Linked DNA regions of Mus musculus: regions 1 and 3 are each linked to region 2. A link is a contact called in public HiChIP or PLAC-seq and promoter capture Hi-C data. All regions are on one chromosome and are shown on one strand. Each heading gives the region's core, a stretch centred on a gene start, on an enhancer-like site or on the middle of the called end of the contact. The rest is flanking DNA. Distances are from core to core; before and after follow the strand shown. Region 1 holds the start of Sars2 (seryl-aminoacyl-tRNA synthetase 2). Region 2 holds the start of Zfp59 (zinc finger protein 59). Region 3 holds the start of Pak4 (p21 (RAC1) activated kinase 4).

What was found. Promoter capture Hi-C pulls out the DNA fragments that hold promoters and counts their contacts. HiChIP or PLAC-seq counts read pairs in DNA pulled down with a chosen protein or histone mark.
Region 1: a contact with region 2 is called in an H3K4me3 HiChIP or PLAC-seq map of bone marrow-derived macrophages, with 4 times the contacts expected there. The contact joins the promoter of Sars2 here to the promoter of Zfp59 in region 2. A contact is called at or near these places in 1 of 39 promoter capture datasets (liver) and 2 of 115 datasets of contacts at active chromatin or transcription factors (astrocytes and bone marrow-derived macrophages).
Region 3: a contact with region 2 is called in a promoter capture Hi-C map of pre-B cells, with 2.3 times the contacts expected there. The contact joins the promoter of Pak4 here to the promoter of Zfp59 in region 2.

What each region holds. Positions count from the first base shown.
Region 1 is chr7:28,739,741-28,744,265 of GRCm38.p6, reverse strand. It overlaps Sars2 (seryl-aminoacyl-tRNA synthetase 2), which reads right to left and starts at 2,298. Exons shown (of 16, transcript NM_023637.3): 1 at 1,984-2,298; 2 at 1-24. The coding sequence starts at 2,250. Mrps12 (mitochondrial ribosomal protein S12) reads left to right here and starts at 2,445. Exons shown (of 3, transcript NM_011885.5): 1 at 2,445-2,501; 2 at 2,712-2,779; 3 at 4,027-4,525. The coding sequence starts at 2,731. The coding sequence ends at 4,397.
Region 2 is chr7:27,836,151-27,840,786 of GRCm38.p6, reverse strand. Zfp59 (zinc finger protein 59) reads right to left here and starts at 2,203. Exons shown (of 5, transcript NM_011762.3): 1 at 2,078-2,203.
Region 3 is chr7:28,596,640-28,600,707 of GRCm38.p6, reverse strand. Pak4 (p21 (RAC1) activated kinase 4) reads left to right here and starts at 2,524. Exons shown (of 10, transcript NM_027470.3): 1 at 2,524-2,673.

The sequences.
Region 1 (4,525 bases), core at 1,049-3,548, 900 kb before region 2:
CCTCAACTCCTGCCACGTGGAGATCTGTGGGAGAACACCACAGTGAAATGGCCACTGCTCTGAAGTCTCCTCTGCCAGGCACCTGGATGGCAGTGGGGGAGGGGCACTCTCTTCTCCCATTAGCACTATGACACCCAGAAGCTGGGGTGGGCACACAGTTGCCCTGAATCAATGCATTTCCCAGTTTACTTTGAAGCCACTTCTGTTGGTATGATCACGACCAACCAACGGAAAATCATGGAAGTGTGACTCTTTTATTTATTTATTTATTTTTAGTTTTGTAAGACAGTGTATTTATGTACAGCCCAGGGTGGCCTTGAACTTGTAATCAACCTGTCATTCTCTGAGTGCACTAACACACGCCTGGCTAAGTCACCTCTTTAAAGGTGACTAAACTTTTTCTTTCTTGTTTATTTACTTTGTGTGGCTGCAGCATGGATGTCAGAAGACAGTATACGAAGTCAGTTCTCTCCCAGGGATTGAACTCAGGTCGTCAGCTTGGCAGTAAGGACCTTTACCTGCTAAGCCATCTCCCCTGTAAATATAAGGCTCTTCTGTAAATATAAGGTCTCCTTATGTAGTCCTGGGTACCCTGGAACTTGCTAAGGAGACCAAAGATCTGCCTGCCTCTTCCTCCTCCAGAGTACTTCATCACCACACCCAGACAGACCTTTCTTCTATTATTATTATTATTTTTTATTTATTTATTTATTTTTTTACAAGACAGGGTTTCTCTGTATAGCCCTGGCTTCCTGGAACTCACTCTGTAGACCAGGCTGGCCTCGAACTCAGAAATCTGTCTGCCTCTGCCTCCCGAGTGCTGGGATTAAAGGCGTGCACCACCACCGCCCGGCTCCTTTCTTCTATTATTAAGCATGTACGTGACTTTCTTGTGTTTGCGCTTAAATGAGGGGTCAGAAGACAATTCTCTCAAGAATTGGTTTTCTCCTACCACCAGGAAATTGAACTCCGGTTATCAGGTTTGGCAGGAAGTGCCCTATTTGGCTTAGCCACCAGTGCTTACTGGTGAAAAACTAAACATGACAAAAACTTGAAATATGGCTAAAGTGATTGACAATGACTGGTGGTGTGAGAGTCTGTAGTGACCTGAATGAGAAATGTCCCCCATATCCTGACATTTGAACATGGTCAAATGATCAGTGGCTGGTGATGTTTGGGGAGGCTTAGGAGGCGTGGCCTTGCTGGAGGAAATATGTTCCTGGAGGTGGGCTTTGAGAGCTTAAAGCCTCGTCCTGCATCTAGTTTGAGGTCTGTGCTTCATGATTGTGGTTAAAGATGTGTGCTGTCAGCTTACTGCTCTGTGACCTGCTGCTATTCTGCCATTCCCTACCAAGCCCAAAATAAATCCTTCTGTAAGTTGCTTTGTTCATGGTGTTTTATCAAGGCAACAGAGTTGGGAAGATTCATCTATTACATTCGGAATTCACTACCGGCATGGAGACCCCCAATTTTAGTTCCCTATAAGGTAGAATTATGGCGCATAGTCTTAACCTCTGGATCATAAATACATGAACAGATATACCTTAAATATCTGTTTAGCAGGTATTTATCCATTCAACTCCATCAGGATGTTTATAGCAGGATGCAAAGCTCTGTCTCCAAAATTCCCTCTGATTCACACCTCCCTCCTCATTTTTCTTTGTGGCCTAAGGGTGAGCCCGGCACGAAGTTTGAGTACAGAAGACAATGGTATTTAGGTTCTGGGAGTACAGTAGATACCAACTGTCGAATTATGAAATGCATGCAAAAGGGCATGTAGGTCACAGAAGGCATCCACGACGTTCAATAGGGCCTCAGTTCTCCCTAGATCATTGGCACCTAAGTGGGTGTCATGCACAAGACATTGCCTAACTTGGGAAGGAACCCAAATTCCTGTTGAGTAGTTTTTCCCACAACTGGAATGCATCTGGTAAACCCAGTTCTGTAAAGCATCCTGCTCCCTCAGGGCGCAAGCGCACTCACAATCGCAGGCAGGTCGGCCGGCCGCAGCTCCCCCTTGCGGAGCTCCAGGGAGCGCGCGGCTTTTTCTGGGCATGCGCACACCGACTCCATGTCCAAGTAGGGAAGCTCGCTGTAGCCCTCTCGTGCGTGTTCGTACAGGAGGTTCCGGACTCGTTTCTCCGTAGCGAAACTCCTCCTTGGGTTCTGGCTGCACACGCAGCGTCCTCGGGACCGGAGCCCCTGGCGAGCCAGGAAAGGCCACCAAAGCCGCGCCATGGACGCAGCCATCTTGGAGTGGAAACAAGAAGTCACTCATCATGGACGAGCCAATCAGACGCGCAAGGAGATTTCCCGCCCAGGCTTCAGAATCCCTTCCAATGAGGAAAATGGAACTCAGCTAGAATCTGTTATTGTCCAATCGTCATCCTTGTCCCGTCCCTTCAGTGACGCAGGAAAGATCTAGCCAATCACTAAGGAGGAACCCCGGAAGGGGCTGGAGGTAGGGGTTGGCGTGTGTGCGACCCCGCTAGGTTGGTGAGGTGGGTGCAGTTATCTGTGATCCAGATCTCTCCTCTCTCCTCAGTTTCCCCTTCCAGTATCCGGGCAAGGGCGGTTGGGTCCTTGGGGGCCTACTCAGAAGGAGACTGAATTTGCGAGGGGACTTTCTGTTTTAGAGGAGATTCTAGAAGGCTCTGAGAGTGGGTTTCTGGTCCCAACCTCCTTTCTGAATGTCTTCTCTCCTAATACAGGGACGCTGCAGGCGGCGAGATGTCCTGGCCCGGCCTTCTTTATGGCCTCACCACGTCCCTCAGTCGTGGTAAGTGAGCATGGGCCACAGGGACGAGGACAGCTCCCTGGCATTTGCGTGTTTTTGCCAGATTTCGGATGGTATCATCTTTAAGCACGGTGCCTTTTCTATTTTGGAGACAGGGTTTCACTGTAGTCCAGGTCAACTTCCAAATCACTTTGTAGACAGGATGGCCTTGACCTCCTGACTACCGCTTCAATCTCCCAAGTTCTGGAGTTACAGGCGTTTTCTACCACGCTCCCGGCTCAGGGGGCAGGAGGTGGGAAGGTCCTGTGTTCTTAGAGTTTAAGTCAGTCTTAGTCATGGCTCCCCTGCATCGATAGCGGTGAATCCCTGAGATTGCATTGCCTGGTGATATTCTGTCTTAGTTTGTGTAAGTGCACTCTCGATGTCCGTGTAACAATCATACCAACAAATGCTCCTTTCTTGGCATGTCTCCCTGCTTAGGTGTCTCTCAGTAGTGTTTATTCCTTCAGTGTTTATTGATCACCCCCTACAGGTGAGAAGGCCAAGCTAAGAAGTTTAGTGGTGGCGCACACCTTTAATCCCAGCACTCGGGAGGCAGGCAGATTTCTGAGTTCGAGGCCAGGCTGGTCTACAAAGTGAGTTCCAGGACAGCCAGGGCTACACAGAGAAACCCTGTCTCAAAAAACCAAAAAAAAAAAAAAAAAAAGAAGAAGAAGAAGTTTAGTTATTCATTCACGTGCTATTTTTCTAATTCTAAGACGGGCCACCCATTGGAGGACAACTTTTATGTTCCTAGACATTGCCCAGACATCAGGTTTGTACACAGTGTTCTGAGGGAGGCAGGCATTGGGTATTCCATTCACATGGTATTTCGAGACAGGGTTTCTCTGTGTAGCCCTGGCTGTCCTGGAACTCACTCTGTAGACCAGGCTGGCCTCGAACTTAGAAATCCGCCTGCCTCTGCCTCCGGAGTGCTGGGATTAAAGAGCAGTCAGTGCTCTTACCCTCTGAGCCATCTCGCCAGCCCGCAACCAGTGCTCTTAACCACTGAGGTATCTTTCCAGCCCCTGTATGAATGTGTGTATGTAAGTGCAACCCATGGGTGTGTCAGATCCTCTGGAACTAGAGGTGTGTGAGCCACCACTGTGGGTGCTGCGAATCAAATGGTCGTCCTTTGCAGGAGCAACAAGTGCTTCTAACCACGAGCCATCTGTCCCCACTGAATAGTCTTAGACTTGGATTCCTATCTAGAATACGGAAACCTAGTAGGCCCTCTTGTGTCTCTCCAGGCCTAGCCCTCGCTCCCCAGCTCTGGGCCGCCCGTTCCATGGCCACCCTGAACCAGATGCACCGCTTAGGCCCCCGGAAGGAACCCCCTAAGCGTCTGGGCCCCACAGAGGGCCGGCCCCAGCTGAAGGGTGTGGTGTTGCGCACATTCATCCGAAAGCCGAAGAAGCCCAACTCCGCCAACCGCAAGTGCTGCCGAGTCCGCCTCAGCACAGGCAAAGAGGCTGTCTGCTTCATCCCCGGGGAGGGCCACACCCTGCAGGAGCATCACGTGGTCCTCGTGGAGGGTGGTCGCACCCAGGACCTGCCTGGGGTCAAACTCAAAGTTGTGAGGGGCAAGTATGACTGCGGCCACGTGCAAAAGAAGAAATGACAGTAATTCACAGTGGTCTGGCACTCGATCCTTGGAAACGGGTTCTTCCTACTCCCGGGTCTTGGGCTCAAATCTTACTGTGATTCAGCAAGACTGTTGTTAACCTGCAAGAGTACTGAAGGTGAATT
Region 2 (4,636 bases), core at 954-3,453:
AATCAAAGAACTCCAAGTCAAACAGCAGGATGAGTCAAAGCCAGCAGCCTGAGCTCTGCCCGAGACAACTCAACAGCATGCTTCCTCTCTGGTCTGTTTCCTGGAGCTTTCCAGATAGCACCTACTCTCTCACTCTCTCTCTCTCTTCTGCTTGAGACAGCTCTCCAAGAAGTTCTCTCTTGCTGTTCTAGAAAATTTCTCTGGATAACTCATCTCTTGCAGATCAAAACCTTGTCTTTTATTTTACACATCAATCCAGTCATTTACTCCAGGTTCCCTTTGGACTAGCCAATGAATCAGCATCAAGTGGAACCCACCCCCCCAACCCTGCCCCTTAATTCTTAGGAGACTGCAAACACAAACAACCTTCTTTTTAGAGTTGCAAAAGAATTCAGAGATCTGCCTGCCGCAGTTACACAAAAGATAAACTAACAGGGTGGGACCCTGTACGGAAATTACCATTTATACCACTCGTGGGCCTAAATTAAAGAGTCCCCGGCTGACCTTGAGCTCAGGAATCCATCTGCCCTTTAATGCACAAACAAAAACCATAGCGGGGTGGGATCTCCTACAATTGCCACTCCCTAATCCCCGTTACCTCCTCCCTTAGTGGTTTCCTGACAAGTTGGCTCCTACTGTAGCTGCCTTGGCTCTTCCTGAAGCCCCCTCATATAATTCATACCGCATCCTCATTATTTGAGAAATTATTTGTTTTTGAATCCATGTTTTTAGAGTTCTTTCCCACAGCCTTAAGTGCTGTTCTGAAGGTCCCATTTTGTGGAGACATTAGCCACACCTTGACTCATGCTGTCTTTGATTATCACGGAGACATTATCATTAAGAGGGGGGGACTTTCCTTAAAAGAGGGAATGTACATGATTATACAAACCAGCCTTAGGTCCGGAGCAGCCATCCACGCTTGTGGCCCACATCCCCTGGCCCTGTCCCAGCGGCAATAACCAGGTAAGGAACCCAAAATGACCTCACAGAGCAACAACTAAAGCACACCAGGCCCTTAGGATATGGCGGCACTGCGCTAACAGACTTCACCACAGGCATCCTAAGGTTCCTGACAGGCCTGGAGAGCCTGAGGGGACAGAACCAAGACTCCAACGGGATACCACAGATCCACATCCCTATATTTAAACATGGCATTGCTCATCTGCATCTGGCCAACATTACCCATTTTACACACACACACACACACACACACACACACACACACACAAAATACCTAGTCCTCAAGGATGCCAAATTCAGTGCTATTACTTTCCCACTCCCCAAATCCTCCCTGGTGACCAGACCATCTATCGCCTACATTCTTCCCTTGCTTCGAATGAAGGCCTGTAAAGATCAAAGGCCATCTGAGGTGTGACACCATCAAGATACAAATTGATTTAGTTGAGAGCCCTAACGCTACCCTCTAGAAATTCCTAGTTACAACATCTCAGGAAAAGGTAGAGATTGTGGGAGAAGACGCCACGGATCATTGAAACTAAGTGGAAAGGGCAGGGACAATGTAAGGGACACAATGGTGGAGGTATCAATTCGCCTGTTCCTCCTTCCCTCACTTCCATTCCATATTCTAAAACTAAAACCTCATTTTTCAAACAGAAACAGAAAACTCATTCTTGAATCCACATCCCTCTCCAGCCCTCCTTTGGAATGGCCACCTAGGGAAGCCTGAGTAAGCATGAGATCGCAGACCATATCTGAGAGCATGCTCAATGGCTGCAGCTCTGAGAAAGTCAGGGGACTCAACAAGTACCCTCCCTCCAAGACGACACCCCCGTCCTTAAATTATAGCCCTAAGCTCAAGTCTGAGCCTCGGGGAAAGCTTCCCTTCAGACCCCGCACCTGACCTCCCCTTACTGAAGCTTGGTCCTCTGCTTTAGTCCCTGTGTCCCTGAGAGAAAGCAGGAGCAGACAGCGACAAGCACAGAGACACAGATTATGCAGAGAGCTCAAGGTGTGTATACAGTTAGACTCAAAGACACACACACACACACACACACACACCATACAGCCACCCCACCGCCTGTACACACCCCTCCCAGCCCGCTGGCTCCGGTCTTACTCTGGGGAGACATAAACCAAAAGCCTATGCGCTACTTCCGGCGCGGTGGTCCCGGAAAACACAGTTGTCACAAGCAAAGCCCTGGAGAAGCCTGGAGCGTCCCGGAGATCCCGGCGTGCAACTCGGGCCAGCCCATCAGAAAACCGAGTCCAGTGGCTTGTGGGAGTGCCCACGTGGGTGCGCGCTTAAAGGGGAGGCGCCCTCCTTTGAGCAAAAGGTACTTCCGGTTCTCCGCGTAACTGATTTTCTTTCTCCTGTAGAGAAGACGGAGGAGTCTGAATTCCCTGCTTTAGATAGAAAATGTGACTGAGGACCGTATCGCTATGTACCAACAGAACTGTGTCCGTTAGGCAGGCTAGACGAGCCTCTTAATAAAACTAATCGCATTAAAAGTACTGTAAATCGTCTAAACGCCAAAATTTGCCACATTTAGATTTGAAAAGTCAGACCCAGCTATGTGTTAACTACAGAAAATATATTAAAGATAAATACTCTAGCAGATTCAAAGTAACCATCTTCGCATGATCAAAAGAAAACTCAGGTCGATTATAAAATGGAGGTAGATTAATAAAGAGGCCAAGTCATCAAGTGACAGTAAACATGGGCGTGGTAGCAATGGCTTTTATCCCAGCGATGGGGAGGCACAGCCAGCTGCATGTCTGTGAGAAGAGACCACCGAGGACTACCCAGTGAAACCCTGTCTAAGAACTAAAATACACTCAGATTATGGTGGCACATGCCTTTAGTCACCGCCCTAAGGAGGCAGAGGAGGTGTCTGAAAAAAATTAATTAAAAATAAACTCAGAATACACTCCTACTGTCTTGAAAGGACTAAATAAACTAAAATTCAGAGGATACCCCAAATGTCTCAAACAAATAAGTACATAAATACATAAACAAAATTAACTCAGAGTATACTCAAATAGCACACCTTTAAACATGAAGAGGGGGGAAGTCCCGCTAGAACAATAGGGAATGATAGCAAAATCAATCAACACATTCAAATGTTGTCAATTTAAAAAACTGATAGAACAACACCCTCCAAGAGCAACAGAGCATAGCTGATTTGGACAGCATCTCAACTCTGAGTGAAGTCAATAAAAATGGAGACACTTAAGCTCTAATGACACGAGGGGATCTGGAAAGGGAACTGTTCCTGTACGCTCACCTGTGGGAGAAACGCTCATTACCTGAAGATGTTGCTGTGGAAAGCTTTCTCTTTTATCCTTTTTTCTTGGCGGGGCATCTATTACTTCATATATTTTGTATTGCACTTTTAAATATTAAAGACTCCATCTATTTTGAGTTATCCCACGAGCAGATTACTGAGGTAGGCAAGGAGTCTCCAGACAGACCCAAGTGACTGCTTCTGCAAAGCTTGGGTTTTGTTTCACCGGCTTTTGGATCATTTATAAAGATGCTTAGCCTTCTGTCATCCAATGTGTTCCGTCCTCCTTTCTCTCCACAGTGTGATTCTGGTCGGTCTGCTCCATCTTTCCTGTGTCACAGTTCTTTTCTTAGTGCTACCCCTTATCCTTCATGGAAGTAAAATCAGTTAATTGCCCTCTGTTTTCTCCACAGGAGCCATGGGGCGCTGAATACGTAACTAGAGATTAATGTCCACCATAAGTGTTTCCTTAGCTACAGTCACTTGAATTCTTCCTGGGGTGCTGCAGGCCACATCCCCAGTCTCAGCTCTCAGCTCTTTCTGCCTCTGTCTCCTGCTCTGTGTGTGCATAGCTTCTCCCTCCTCCTCCTCACACAAAGATGCATCTGTGTTTCTTTTCAAGTTTTCTCCTCTCCTGCTTCTGAAGGTGACTGTAGGCATGTGTTGAGAAATCCCTGCATTCCCTTCCCCCTTCCTGATGGACCCTCACTTCACACCCATCCTCTTCTCTTCCACATCTATCCTGTGAGTGAGCCGCCCCTCTCCACAATGAGCACTGATTTCCATACTCTATCATGTTCTTATGTGGGGTTTTGGTTGTTGCTGCTTAGGTTTTGCTTTTGGTTGATTGGGCTTGGTTTTTGTTTTGTTTTGCTTTTTGTTTGTTTGGGTTTTTTTTTTTTTTTTGACACAAGGTTTACTCTGTGTGGCCTTGGCCGTCCTAAAACTTTCCCTGTAGATCAAGCTGGCCTTGAACTCAGATCTGCCTGCCTCTGCCTCCCAAGTGCTAGAATTAAGGTGTGCACCACCATCTGGCTGAATGTTAGGTTTAGAATAATGTCACACCCCCATAGACTCATGTGAAGTGGCATTATTGGGGGTATGTCCTGAGCAGAGTATTTGTGGCTTTGAGGGAGGAAGTGTGTCACATGGGGGTGAACTTGGAAGTTTCAGGAGCTCAAGCAAGACCCTGTGTTTCTCTATCTTCCTGATGTCTTAGGTCCAGATATACAACTTTCAACTACCTCTGCAGTGCCTTGACTGTCTGCACACTGCCATGATTGCCCCCATAATGATGATGGACTAAACCTCCTACCTGTAAGCCAGCCTCGGTTAAATATTTTTCATTATAAGACTTGCTGTGGTCATGGTGTCTCTTCACAGCAGTATAA
Region 3 (4,068 bases), core at 1,275-3,774, 760 kb before region 2:
CTGCATGAGACTTTGTCTAAAACAAAACCAAATACAAGCAAACAGTTCTTCAGGAGCTGAGAGTGTGCCTCACTTATTCAGAACCAGTCAAGATTCTCTTACAGTCCTGGGCTCAATCCCCAGCTCCCGACCCCACACTCAGAGTTTAGAAGATAAGGTGAACTCGCTCACATTTCCTCTAGCCCATCACTCGTGTATTCAAAGGAAACAATTATGTAGCTGCTTGGGCTTGTTTTTTTTATTTTTGTGGATGATGGTTTCTAAAAGCAAACTGTGTACCACAGCACAGGAGCTCAATGAGGAAAGTGTGGCTGAGCAAATTAGAGTCAATTAGTAGGATGGCTTCTTAGGCAGCCCCAAGATTAATCTTCTTGAAGAATATTTATTGACATCAAGAGTCACTGATGATGTATATAGTCTTAGTTTTAAAAGGTATTTTTCTGGGGCTGGAGAAATGGCTCCGTCCGTAAGAGCACTTGTTGCTTTTTCAGAGGCCCTCTTCTAGCCTCTGAGAACACACACACGCAGAGGGGTACACACACACACACACACACACACACACACACACAGAGGGATGGGGAATATTTCTTTAAACCTACTTATTTTTCTGGGGTGGGGAATAATTATTTATTTTATTTTTTATTCTTTGGTTTTTCGAGACAGGGTTTCTCTGTATAGCCCTGGCTGTCCTAGAACTCACTCTGTAGACCAGGCTGGCCTCGAACTCAGAAATCCGCCTGCCTCTGCCTCCTGAGTGCTGGGATTAAAGGCGTGCACCACCACTGCCCAGCGGGAATAATTTTTAAATTTATTTACTCTTCTTTCATACATTACTTCTCAACTGCAGTGTCCCATCCCTCCACTCCTTCCAGTTCTCCCCATAAATCGTTTTTTTAAGATATATATTTCAGACCATTCTTCCAGGCATGGTAAGGAGACACGTGCCTGTAATCCCAGTGCTAAAAGACTCTCTTAGTGCATCGGAGGCCTTGAGTTCAAGTGGACATAAGCTGAAGGGAGAGATAGGGATGATGGGGAGAAAAGAAGGCAAGCAGAGACCTGAACCGCAGCCCTTCATTCATTCTTGGTTTGCACATGTTAACAGAATGCCTGCGGTGTGCCTGGCAGTGTGCAGGTGAAGCACACAGGCAAGCATCATTTAAGTGAATCTTTGGAGGGTGGAATTACCTTTTAGTCAGCCACCCCTTTTATAAATATGTACTGAGCATTTACATACCAATAATATCAAGGCTCTGGCTACGAGCAAAAAGCATAGTTCAAGGTCAGCCTGGGCTACGTCCTGAGACCCTGTCTCACGAAACCAAAACCAGCCAGCCAAACACAAAACCACAGGCGGCAAAGGAAAGGAAGCTTTGCCAGAAGCTGGCAAAGGATTTAATAGCACAAGGTAGGACATTTTGCCCCTTAGAGAACATAATGTTTGAGGAAAAACCCAAAGGAACCCTGGGAGTCAGGAGGATGCTTAAAGAAGAGAATCTTCCAGACAGAAGAAAAAGCCCGTGAAAAGAACCAGAGAAAGCCTGTTTGGGAAAACCTGTAGCCTCAGTCTCCCAAGGGGCTCAGCTGGGGAAAGCATTTGCCTAGAATTCTCTAGGGCCGGGGACTTCCCTAGTACTACTGCTTGCCTGTCCTGTATAAAAGCCCTAAGTTCAGTGTCTGATACCCAAATAAACAAATAAAACCCTCAAAATCCTTGATGAGAAAGCATTTTTAAATTTTTCAGTAAGACCTAATGAACCCATAGGTGGAAGGGTGTATTAGTTTATGGGCTTTGTTTCCGCTGTGTTTTCCATTTTGATTAATTTAAAAACACTTAATTACACTTATCCCTCTATTTTATGTCTATGGCTCTCTTGTGGAGGCTACAGATCAACTCCTGGGAATCAGTTCTACCGTGTGGGTCCAGGAGATCAAACTTCAGGCTCGGCAACAAGCGCCTTCTATCCACTGATGCATCTCACACACTCGTGATTGACTGACTTAAAAAAAAAAAAACTTATTTAAAAGATTAAGATCAAATAGTGTCAGATTTCCAGATTCGGACAGAGCTTCATTCAAAACTTGCTTTCAGTAGTCATAAACCAACTAGCATCCTATTAGCTTGTTTACCTGTAAAATGGGTGTTACAACAACAGGGTTGTGTTAACAGTTTACAGCAGAACTAGTCGCGTGCTAACAAAGGCATAATAAGTGCTTAAGAACTGTTTCTGGCCTTTATGTTCTCGTATTCCACTTTACTTTTTTGGGAGCCCGTGGGACTCTGCCACGCGAAAGTCGTTATTTCCCCTTTAAGAGGCGGAGTGGGCGGGGAGTCAACGATCCCGCACCTTTTCAAAACTTCCCAATCTCTGCTCTTCATTCTCCACCTAGCGGTCTCCGATTGGGCCACTCGCACCAATCAGTGGTTTTAGGGAACCCTGCCCGGCTCGCTGCCCCGCCTCCGAGTAGGCCCCGCCCATCACCCGGTCAGCTCCGTTGCCATGGGGACTAGTGGGCGGCGAGGAGTAGGGGAGGCCCCGGATGTTCATTGGGGATTCAACATGGCGGCGGCAGTAGCCGCGGCGGCGGCGGCGCGAGACCGCTGAGGGCGGTACGCGGGCACAGAGTTCTGGGCCAGGCAGCTAGGCCGCGAGCGACCGCGGCGCCAAGCCGGTAGGTTAGGGGGTTACCGTGCAAGGGGTTTGTGGCTGGGGGCGGGTGGGTCTGGGCACGCGCCGTGGGAGAGCGGTTATTCGGAAGGGGGCGGGGCCGGTCGGGTCAAAGTTCACTCTTGGAGGGGAGGGTCGCGTGGAAAAGGGTCGCGGGCCCAAAAATGAGGGAAAGGGGAGGGGACTGTCGCGACCAGTGGTTAGACCGGTGGAGGGGGCGTGGCCGGGTTTGAAATTTGTGCAAAGTTTGGAATACTAAGTGGGGGCGCATAGGAGGGGCTCGGAACGGGTCTCATAAAAGGGGGCGCTCAGAGTAACTTAAGAAGAGGGTGTGTCTGTCAGGGCTGGAGGTCACAACCTAGAGAAGTGGGCGGCTGCCCGGTCAAAGATTTAAAAGCCTCAACCGGAGGAGGAGGAGGAGGTGCTTGAGTTTTAGGTTTTGGGGGGGTGTCTGAGACAGCCCTTAGGTAGAAGGTACGAAGATAAAAATCTGACGGGTGAAGATGTTCTGGGAGGGCCAGAAACTAAAAACTCAAGTGGGGCACGTGCGGTGAGGAGGGGGACCAGGGACATCTAACAGAGCCTTCGAAAGTGTGTCCTGGTGTGTGTGGTGGGAGGAGAAGGGGAGCCCCTTCCCACTGATAATGAAGGCCACACACTGATAAAACACTGATGATAGGCTGGGCTTCCCTCTCCGCGTTAAAGCTCTGTGTATGTACTCATTTAGCGCGCAGTACAGCATCACTGGAGCCAAAGCTGTTATTAAGAAGCTAAGTGATTTGCCCCAGGTCAGCTAATGAAGTAAGGTGAGCAGCTGGGATTCCAGCTCCGGAGCTCTGTCCCAGAGTGCTTCTGTCTCCTGCTGCCTTTCACAAAATCTTGGTGCTGGTAAATGTTTAACGAGAGAGCGCGAGCGAGAGAGCGCGAGCGAGAGAGCGCGAGCGAGCGAGCGCACCGTGTATGCCTGGTCTTGTTTCATCCCTTATCTTGTGAGATGGGTGAGTTGGGTGTTAGAGAACACCCCTGTTTTCCAGGTAGAAAAAGTAATGCCAAGAAAGCTTTGTTAAGAGAAAGGAGCTTTGGTCTGCTACCTGCCACAGGGTCCACTTCCCAGGAGGTCTGTTCCTGGAAGCCACTCCCTGGGTGGGAACAGAGTGTCTGTTTAGCCTCCTTGGAAGGGTGTGACCTGGGAGGGGAGGTTCCACTGGGCCTATGGGAGTGGCATGCTGGTGGGTGGCCCAGAGTCCAGTGAGCCTCTGATTGGGTGGGTGTGACCTTAGGCGCTCTCTATTCCTGACACCACAAGCTCTCCCTGTGGCCTTCAGTGGTTCCCAAACGCTTTACAGTTTGAGCCTTGGTCCTCCTTCCAGGGTTTTGACCTCCTGTCAGCCATCTTTCC